Linked DNA regions of Pungitius pungitius: region 2 is linked to region 1. A link is a contact called in public Hi-C data. All regions are on one chromosome and are shown on one strand. Each heading gives the region's core, a stretch centred on a gene start, on an enhancer-like site or on the middle of the called end of the contact. The rest is flanking DNA. Distances are from core to core; before and after follow the strand shown.

The links. A called contact is a pair of places that touch in the nucleus more often than the background predicts.
Region 2: a contact with region 1 is called in a Hi-C map of muscle, with 6 times the contacts expected there. The contact joins the promoter of gdf3 here to the promoter of creb1b in region 1. A contact is called at or near these places in 2 of 2 Hi-C or Micro-C datasets (both in muscle).

What each region holds. Positions count from the first base shown.
Region 1 is chr10:18,560,670-18,565,684 of fPunPun2.1, forward strand. creb1b (cAMP responsive element binding protein 1b) reads right to left here and starts at 2,586. Exons shown (of 8, transcript XM_037489087.2): 1 at 2,445-2,586.
Region 2 is chr10:18,725,947-18,730,961 of fPunPun2.1, forward strand. gdf3 (growth differentiation factor 3) reads right to left here and starts at 2,015. Exons shown (of 2, transcript XM_037487764.2): 1 at 1,616-2,015; 2 at 1-1,013. The coding sequence starts at 1,907. The coding sequence ends at 181. trappc10 (trafficking protein particle complex subunit 10) reads right to left here. Exons shown (of 23, transcript XM_037488817.2): 22 at 4,824-5,015; 23 at 2,767-4,291. The coding sequence ends at 4,041.

The sequences.
Region 1 (5,015 bases), core at 1,336-3,835:
AGCTTTTCTAGTTCACAACTGTCTTCAGGCCATTCAAAATTACCTTCATATATCGGGAGAAAACATTCTTAGATTTTTTCATTCGAAACACGTCGGAATGAAGGAATGTGTCCTTCTAACTGTCGCCAGATGGCTGTCAATCTGTTACGGTTACACATCAAATCTTTTATAGTTGTTATTCGTGTTCTGGTCTATGGGGAGACGTTGATGTGAATGTTTGTAGTCGTAAAACGCAGTATGGAGTCATGGCTGCTGAACTGGAAAACACGTGACAAGCCGAATGTGTGCACTAGATAATAATAACATCTGGATCTGCATGTGCTGGACCAAATGTCGGAACATTCAAACAGGTTAAAACAAGTTAAAACAGGTCAGAACAAGGATGACCCTCTTATGACTGATCCGATTTATTGTGGTGTCATTTGTTTCTTCTTAATTCTTAATGGACTGTTCCATTTCTGCAACAGCTCTTTTATCAAAGTTTACTACACTACAGATGACACTATGAACAAGCCTTTTGTTCTCAGTACAGAATAAAACTCAAGTGATGGGAACAGATGTTTCACATGGAGACAGAAACCGGTCATAAAACCTACATTTATGAATCTTGTCGTGCTTATTTATTGTTGAGGTGTAGTCGTTGGTTTGTCATGTCACAGTGGGTTGCATTTCGAGTCCAGTTATTTATACTCATACTGAATGTGCTGTGGGAGCATATGAAAATACAAAGAGGAGGATGAACGCAGAGTTCCAGTTTGTGTAGATGAACAGCGTCTCCAGCACGTGCAGCTAAACTCACAATCACTCTGTAAAGTGATGTGGTCTTTAATGCTGGTCAGTACATTTTTTTTTATTTTTTATATTTTGTTTTGTTTCACTAAAGTCAAGGGTTTTATTACGTCCCAGAACGTCTCTAAATGTGATACAGTTAAGCAAAGGAAGTTTGCTTCCTGTCTGCAAACACAAACAACAATCTACATCTACACATTGAGGGGAAAAGTCACAAAATAACCTGGGAACAGGAAACACTGACACTCCTCCAGTAATGGAATCCATTTAAAAAACGTATCATTTTATTAAGTAAAGCCATGCAAGTAGTTAATAATTAGTTTGTTTATTATGTTTTCTATGATTCATCTGAAGTAACTAATATTTGTCCAATAATTGCAGTGGAATATAAAGTACAATATAGTATTAGTAGAAGTTTCAAAAGTTACTTTTGCGCAGATGGTTTTCCACTGACTCTAAACCAGAATATCATTATGAATTGAGCTTCTGGATATCAGTAACTCATTTGATTTTACTTCTTATTATTCAATCCTCATATAATACATGTATGTATACTCACTCAGTGTGTGTGTGTATGTGAGGTGTGGAAGGGGCTACAGCCTATATTCCACTGTGCACCTCTTGTGTTGTAACATGATTAATAGTTAAACCGTGTTTTAAAAAAAAAAAGTAGTAGAAAACCGAAATAGCGCAGTTCTCAGTAGAGTAAAAGTACTTTCTACCGCGGGTCATTACCTCTGGGATTCAACAGCAACGGTTATTACGATGTAAGAGACACTTAAGAAACTCTTATTGTGAAACTCTGATTCACTGACGTCTTTCAGCGGGGAGCGTTAAGGGCTCGCGGGTCGGACCTCGGGCGGCGCGGCGCGCACTCGTCCGGGGACGCGCATCCCGGTGATCTCACGCGCCGCGTCGCTTCTCTCTCGCTGCATGATTGGCTTCACGCGTTTCTCCCTCTGCTTTTCAAAACATCACTCGTGTGACAGCAGAGGCACATGGCCGGGGCAACGCCCCCACCCCCCCCCCTCCCCTCCACGGTCCCACACACCGGCCACATCCCCGGGAGACGGGACCACGGAGCACGGCGTGCGACCGGGGAGCTCGAGAAATGAAAGGCGGGGGAAAAAAATAGTCGACAGGCATTTTCTTTTTAAACCAAACGCGACGGACTGCGATAAAAAGTCGCAATTTCTACCGAGTCCTGAATGAATGGGAAACACGAACGAGGCGGTTGGAAATGTGAGCGGGAAACTAGAATTTCGGAAACATCGAATTAAATCGAGCGAGCAGCAGACGCAAATGAACATATCGCTGATGGCAGGGGTTCAATGCGCCGTTAAATCTAGGAAACGGCGCAAGAAATGTGCGCATAAATCGGCATGTTTAAGCATAATTTGACCGGGGAGTCAAAAAGACACTTAAGTGCTTTTACGGTTTCTAACGTGTTAACAGACCAAGTTCCCATCCTGGGTCGTTACGAAAAAGCCGCACAGTTTGCACCGTTTCCCCAAAACCGCCGCAGCCTCCCCTCCCTCCACCCTGCTCCAAACACATCGCGGCGCCATGATCTCTTTGTTTCCTTCGGGCCGAACCCGACCAGACCGACCCTTGCTACGCCTCTCCCTGAGCCCCGGACACCGCTCCGTCCTTACCGATACGGACTCCCTTCGTCACTCCCGGGCCTCCGGAGCTCCACTTTTATTCTGGCCGACACGTAAGAGCCCGCGTCAGGCTACACCTCCGCCGCGTCACCGGGAACAACAACACGGAGATTGGAGAAGGACGAGACAGCAGAAGGCGACGCTGGCCGGAAATGCCCGACGACGGGACGGAGAAGAACGGAAAATACCGAAGAGGAGCGGAACTTAACGAAACCCTCCCGCCTCGTGAATTGGTGCACCTTCATAACAGGAAACGCTTTTTAATGTATACCATTTTTACAATCTATCAATTTAAAATAAAACATTGTAATTGATCGATTGGATAGATCCTATAAAACTAGTATTGTTTGTTTAGACAATTTCAGTGCGGTTTGTAACTAAATGCATGTTATTAAGTAATGGTACTTGCATATTTCATAAGTATTTATATGTTTACACTACATTTCCACACAAGTTCCACTCATTTTGGATTTTTGTGCTTTTATAAACACCAGTTACTTGGCAATTTTAGAGAAGAAATCCAGTAATGCATTGTGATATATTCTTTTAGATAAAAGTACCTTTACATTGTGAAAGTTCATTTTTACATTTGTTCCTACTGAAGGGGTTGGAACAAGTAGTTTTACTATTGATACGTCTATGTAAGTAGAAGGTTGGGTATAGCCTTCTCCTTCGACCACTGGAAAATATCCAGTGAAGTGGGTAAACCAATACATTGTTTCTGGTAAGATAAATTACGATTTAATTTGTATCTGTATCCCCCCCATTATCCGCAGCATGAATACAATTCAATTAATGTCCACTGTATGGAGACAGATGTTTCAGAATGAGATAACTCAAAACCTGTCTTACCTATATGAGGTATAGGCATAGGTTGCCATAGGGAAGGGGTCACACGGGGTGGAAACTTAGTGCTCAACCACCCAGAGTACAGCCCTGTTGTGTTAGAAATGGGACCCTTGCTGTGAGGTGACGGTGCTTTAACCGCTCCACCACCATGGCACCATCTGGCTGGTGCGCATCATCGAGATCACGATCCCAGTCTCAGATCCCTCCACAGACACTACACTCAAGGCTATTCATTCACACGCCTCCTCATTACATGGATACTTGCAAAATTGTAATACCATTTGGTAATTTGACATTTCAGAGTAGCAAAAGCTCAGGTGTAAATAATCAAATGAACACTCTGGATTCCATTTAGCTGCTTTAGTTTCAGGGTCCTGGAAAGTGATCTGGCTGGTCAGGGCTCACAGAACAGACGAGAGCTCCATTGTTTCATGCCAAGTCAAAATGTCTGCTGTGACCAGGGCCCCGGTGAAGGCCCTCTCCCTGTGACCACCAGGGGGAAGCAGGAGACCGTTTCAATGTACACAGGATCTGCAGGGACACGTTCAAGCATTGTGTCTTTATGACCATCCCTTCATTTCATGGGTTTGTGGTACATTTGACCAAGTTATCGCCTCCGACCAACCTGGGTCTTGAATCAGATGTATCTTCCGCCATTCCAAATCATGACTGAGTCACAATTGTGTGAACCCGTATATCTTAGGATGGGTTACTTCAAGAAACCCCTGGTTTCGAAATACTTCAGCACAGATTCATAGAAATACACCCAGTGCTGGACAGCATTACCATGCCTTAGGTAGAAGTATACTTCTTTAGATAGACCCCGGATTCCTAAGCAAGAACAAAAAGTTTTCAAAGTTTTCATTTTCAATGTTTTTTTTCTTCTTTCAAGGCTCTGAGTGTATAGCATCATATGCAGTTTTGACAGCATTCCGCACACAGATGGAGCCTGTTTTTTGACTTTTTCTTCTTCTTCTTCGTCTCCCCAGATGGCGGCGCCTCAGTGCTGTGCAAACTCCCCCCCGACCATGTGCTCCCGAGGTCTGCCTCCCCTCCTCCTCCCCGGCGACAGGGAGGAGAGAGAGAGAGAGAGGGAGGGAGGGAGAGGGAGCTGCTGGCGTGTCATCGTGCAGATACGCAGAGTTTATCAAGGCAATTCCTTTTATAATCCTCCTGATGCTCGTTGCCGGTGTTTTATCTGTTTAATAGCATTTTACTGCAATGCGCCGTAAAGAACACCCTTTTTATTGTGACACCAAACACATTGTTTGGGGAATTGACCCTGCCTGGGTAATGAAGAGCAGTGTATTTGTAGCCAGCTGAAAGAAAAAAAAGGAATTCCAAAAAAATCAAGGATGGGGAGAGGGAGTGTGGGGGCAATTTTGACCCAAAGAGGAGAGGAGGAATATTTTACGAGGCGGGGGAGGAAGCACGTCCCATTAGGGGTTTCATCACGGCTGGTTTTTAGTTGTCATCTGGTTTTGCAGGATTGTCGTCCTTTAGTTAACGTTCAACATAAAAAAAAACAAGAGCGCCACATGTTTAATGCCGCCGCTTAAGTGCCATCATGCAACATATATCAATTACAATTAATACCAGCCGTAAGAATACATTTAGAATATAAGACAATAAATTGAAGGGGAAACCTGTAATAAACGTGAGAGGAGAATCATAATGAGCACAGAGGCTTCCGCACGTAACGCCGATCGAACC
Region 2 (5,015 bases), core at 765-3,264, 160 kb after region 1:
AATACAGTCCTCCAGATTATCTTTATTCAAATGTTACATTCTTTAAAATATTTGACATCACATTGTACACTGAAAACAGAAGTTACTCACATTGAAACTCTTTTAAAAAAGAAAAAAAAAAGAAAAGAAAAGGAGGAATGAAGCGATACTCGACGGTCAGAAAAACGTCCGCCCCCGACCTCACCGGCACCCGCACTCGTCCACCACCATGTCCTGGTAGTGGCGGAGCACCACGTTGTCGTTGTTGTCGTAGTAGAGCATGGAGATGGGCGAGAGGCGGATGGGGACGCAGCACGGCTGCGGCGTGACGTGCGGGTCCAGCGAGTGCACCAGGGTCTGCAGGATGGCGTGGTTGGTGCCGTTGAGGCTCTCGCTCAGCGGGAAGGGGCACTCGCCGTGGCAGTAGTTGGCCAAGTAGCCCTGCGGCGCGATGATCCAGTCCTGCCAGCCCACGTCCTTGAAGTCGATGTAGAGGCGGCGCGCCCGGCACACGTTGCTGGGCGTCACGGGGAGGTGCACGGCGCTCCGCCGCCGCCGGGAGCGACACTGGTGGGGGTTGAGGGACACGGCCACCAGCGAGGCCCGCACCAGCGGCAGGGCGAAGGCCGGCTCCAGCGGGAGGGCGTTGCCCGGGCGGAAGGGGAGGAGCTGCTCCTCCCCCGGCTCGCCGCCGAGGGGCAGCAGCTCCAGGAGGAGGCCGTAGTTGCGTCCCGGCCTGCGCCAGCTCTCCGCCAGCGGCGTGAGGTCCAAGGTGACGGAGGTGGGCTCGGGGTGCGCGGGCACCGACTGGGACAGCACGGGTCGGCGGCCGGCCTTGGGGTCGGCCCCCCTCAGCGTGGCCCGGATCACTTTGTACAGGGTCATGCTGAGGGCCCGGGGCCCCTGCAGGAGCTTCCAGTGGAACTTGATCTCCAGCTGAGCCAGAGACAGCAGCTCCACGGGCTGCAGGACGGACACGTTGAAGTAAAGCGGCTTCTCCAGGCAGCCGCCGCTCCAGCCAGATGGCAGCGCGCCTGCAAGGCATCGGCCGGGGGGGGGGGAGATAAGCAGAAGGCCACAACTTTGAGGTCTCTCACACATGATTTTAGCCGCGATGGGGGCCGATTACACGTTTTACATCAGGAAAAATCTTAAATTACTGCAAAACAGACTCATTAAATGAATGGAGAGGTACATGAGAAGTATGAAATCAACACTCCACAAGGGATTTACTTTGTTATTTAAACTAGTACTTCACTGTATGAAGTGGACTACCAGGTTAGCCTCTTGATAAATTATGACGCTTTGGGGGTTCAACCCGGGTCGATTGTGCAGACTGTTAAAAACCTGTGATCCGCCACAAACGTAGTTCAAAATTCATAGTGCAAATATCAACACATTACAAAACTTGTATTCGAGTGCAACAGGATCATTTCCCCATTTGGCGATTTATCCAACTTTACACTTACATTTAAATCATAAGTTTGGCATACTGGATGTGGTCTTTCAAAGACTTGGCATGGTCTAACCAAAAAAGTCCAATAAGTCCACATTTATTAGATAAAAGATGAACTGTGCATCATTTAAGAACAGACTTAAAGGAATTGCTGGAAGCAGCATACCGGGAGTCACGCACCTTGGTCCTGCACGTAGCGGATGATGTTGCCGCGCACGCCGTACTCGGACACCGTGCACGGGTCGCTCTCGCGGGCGTGGCTGTTCTCGGACCTCTGGAACATCCTCCAGATCTCGGAGGGCACGTTGCGCCGGGGCAGCCGGTTGCCCGCGGGCCGAGGCCGCTCGGAGAGCCCCATGGAGCCGAGGAAGAGGCGCTCCTGCGCCCGCATGTCCTCCACGCGGGAGAGCGCGCACGTGCCGAGGAGACACGCGGCCGCGAGCAGCGCCACAAGAGTCGCGTTCGGCCTCATGGCTCTTTGTGGCCTACCTTGGCTGCGTGGGGCTCCTCACCTGTAAAGTCTCGCACTCTTCCGCCCCCCCCACAGAGAGGAGGGGCGTTCGTTTTACGCGCTGAGACCCCCCGTGGTGCGGCTGCATAGTCATGTTAACGTGCTCGGATATCCGCCAAAATTAAAATTAAAACAAAAGTTTATTCTCACAAGCTTATGTTATCAGACCTTATTTCGGGTACCGCACACGGGGTCACGTGGCCCACTTTAGGTCCCGTACACGCACGTGTTGCAGTCAAACTGCAAACTTTTAAAACTAAATCAATGAATTACATTAAAATAATAAATTTAGCCCATCAGAGCAGGAATTCGGTTGTGCAAAATAGAAACTATTGCAATTAGACCTCCTGAACCCTCGCACTGAAATCTTTATTTAAAAAGTAACTAGGAAAGGCCTCTAGCACCCTCCAGCGGTGGCATGAAGAACAACACCTGCAGAAACCACTGAATACTAGTGGGGTGTGAAGCATTACTGCTGCCAGCACATTATGGATTCATTTGGGATTCCTTCTTATTGTAAATCATGTGTGTGTTAGTCTATTGGTATTAAAGTTTATATAAAGCAGTGATTAATATACTAATACTACCCTGAAAATATACAAGGTGAAAATAAAGAGCCTGTACTCAGGTGTGTCCCTACCACTGATCACTCATTAAGTAGGAAAAGAGCCTTCCTAGTGAACACTGTAGGAACACTGCACACTTATAGAAACCACAGGTTCACGTCTGTGAGGGCGACACCTTTAACGAACCCTGCTGCAGAGAACACCTTCAACTGTAACGTTTCTTGCTACCAGGTATTAAAGCACCAAACATCAGGTCAGTTCCGAGGAATTTTTAATATAGTTGGCAATCAGAGGATTCGGATTCAAATTAAATATTTACAAATCAGTATGTACAGTAATCATCGAAGAGCAGGAGGCTGTAGTTACACCGTGTGTGTGTATGTGTGTGAGCCAGGTGGGGGGGTAGTTGACATTATCCTCTCACAGAAATTGATGCACGCACGCATACATAAACACACACTGTATATGAACAATCCAATGAAAAGTGTAAGACAATAATGTGCACGCACACAGTCAGTCTGAAGTGCTGTTTTCAGGATGTTTGCATTTCAGTTAGAGGGCAGAAGTCAAAATAAATAAAGTTCTTCAATGTGTAGTTGGAGGTACATCCATAATCACAAAAGACTTTCCCATCATGCTGCTGCTGGCGAGTTAACTGATGTTCAGAAAGGTATAGACGTCGTGTTTCATCATCCAACTCATGTTTGTACGACCGCCGCCCATAAAGGGGAGCGATGCTCTTTAGATGTTCCAATTCCTTATCCAGATTAAAACCGTTAATTCACCAGAATCTTTCTGGAATGACCATTTATTTGGTAAAATGAGTTATCATTGACGGTTGTTTTACACGCAAATCAATCTTGTTATTGATGAATGCACCAGCAAGCACCAAAAGTCCACAAAGTAAAACACAAAACGAGGCTCGAGGTCCCTCGGTTCCACCAGACGTCGTTGCACCGGGTTCAGATTCTGACCCCACGCAGCAGGACCCCCCCGGACTCAAATTGGACCTGAGCAAACACCGGAGGGAACAGTTCATCACCACGACGATCAGTGAGCAGGAGAGTCTGTTAACCCGCCTCCTTGGTTTTGGGACTTTCGGGGGGGGGGGGTTGTTGCATCATGGGACAATCTGGCCTGCTATTCTTCAGTTTGATGGAGCGTGACAGGCGCCCCCGTCTGATTGATCAGTCCGTGTATATATATATATATATATACATATATATTTATAACTATAAATCCATCCAATGAGCTATGTACAAAGTATGGCAAAGAAAAAATCTTTATTTAAATGTTATCAGCAGGCTGTTCTCTGAGCCCAGTCCGCACGTCTCCAGTGATGTGAAGGTTTCATGCTTGAGGGGGGGGGGGGGGGGGGGAGACAGCGGGGGTCCATGCGGTGGTCTTCGACATGGCCTCCTGGACCTCCAATCCAAGCCCCGAAGCAAAATGAGCTCAGCAGAGTCCACCCAGGGCCCGGCTTTCGCCTCTATGAGGAGGAGGGGGGCGGGAACTCTCTCGACGGGGGTCATGTGGCGTTGACCTCCATGATGTGGTCGTCGGTGGCGGGCAGCACCAGGACCTGCTGCGTGTGGCTGTGGTTGAACACCTGCCCGGCGTCGAAGGGCTCCAGGCGCGGCATGGCCACGCCCCTCTGCTGCTGCTGGTCGCCGCTGCCCACCGAGTGGACGCTGCCGCGGCTGCGGATGCTCGCCGTGTCCCCCTGGTCGTCCAGCGCCTTGTCCAGCAGGGACAGGCTGTCGTTCTCCACGCAGCTGTCTGAGGACACAAACGAGACACATTAGTGAGCACCTGCGAAGGACGAGGACTTTGCGTCTCGTGGGGCCACGCGTGGATCATTTGGGTCAATCGCTATGATGTGGCGGAGGGGGGGAGGGGCATATCTTACGCCATCCACATGTATTTAATACCCGGGTAAACTAAACGCCGTGCTGTCTGAGGTCATAACACAACGAGGGGTTATTCTCTGTATGAATGAAGCGGTTTCATCACGGCTGTATGAACCCAAAACACAGATATCCTGGGATGGAAAAAAAAAAAACATGAGGTGGCCGACTCCTAAAAAAAAAAGTCTTGATTCATTTTGTTTAGTCCTCTCTGAATCCCTTCTAAAATACCTTGTGGTCTCCTTTGAGGAATGTGGCGAGAAGGCTGGACGTTAGCGAGGAGCAACTCGCAATTTCTTTCACCCGTTCCAAATACTTGGACTCCTACGACTCTGTATGTGAGCTACAGGCCGCGCGTTGGGCGTGACCGGGTGTGGGGGGGATGGCGCTCTACGGCGGCTTACCGGGGTCGGGTTGGATGGCCACCGGCGCCGTGTGCGGCAGGTACTTCAGCACTTTGATCTTGGGGAAGGGCAGGTGCCCCGCGAACAGGGGCATCACCTCGATCCGCACTTTGTGGGCGGCGTCGGCCGCCATGGGCATCGACACCATCCCCGAGCTCCTCCCGCACACCGCCCAGTTACTGCTGCTGTCGG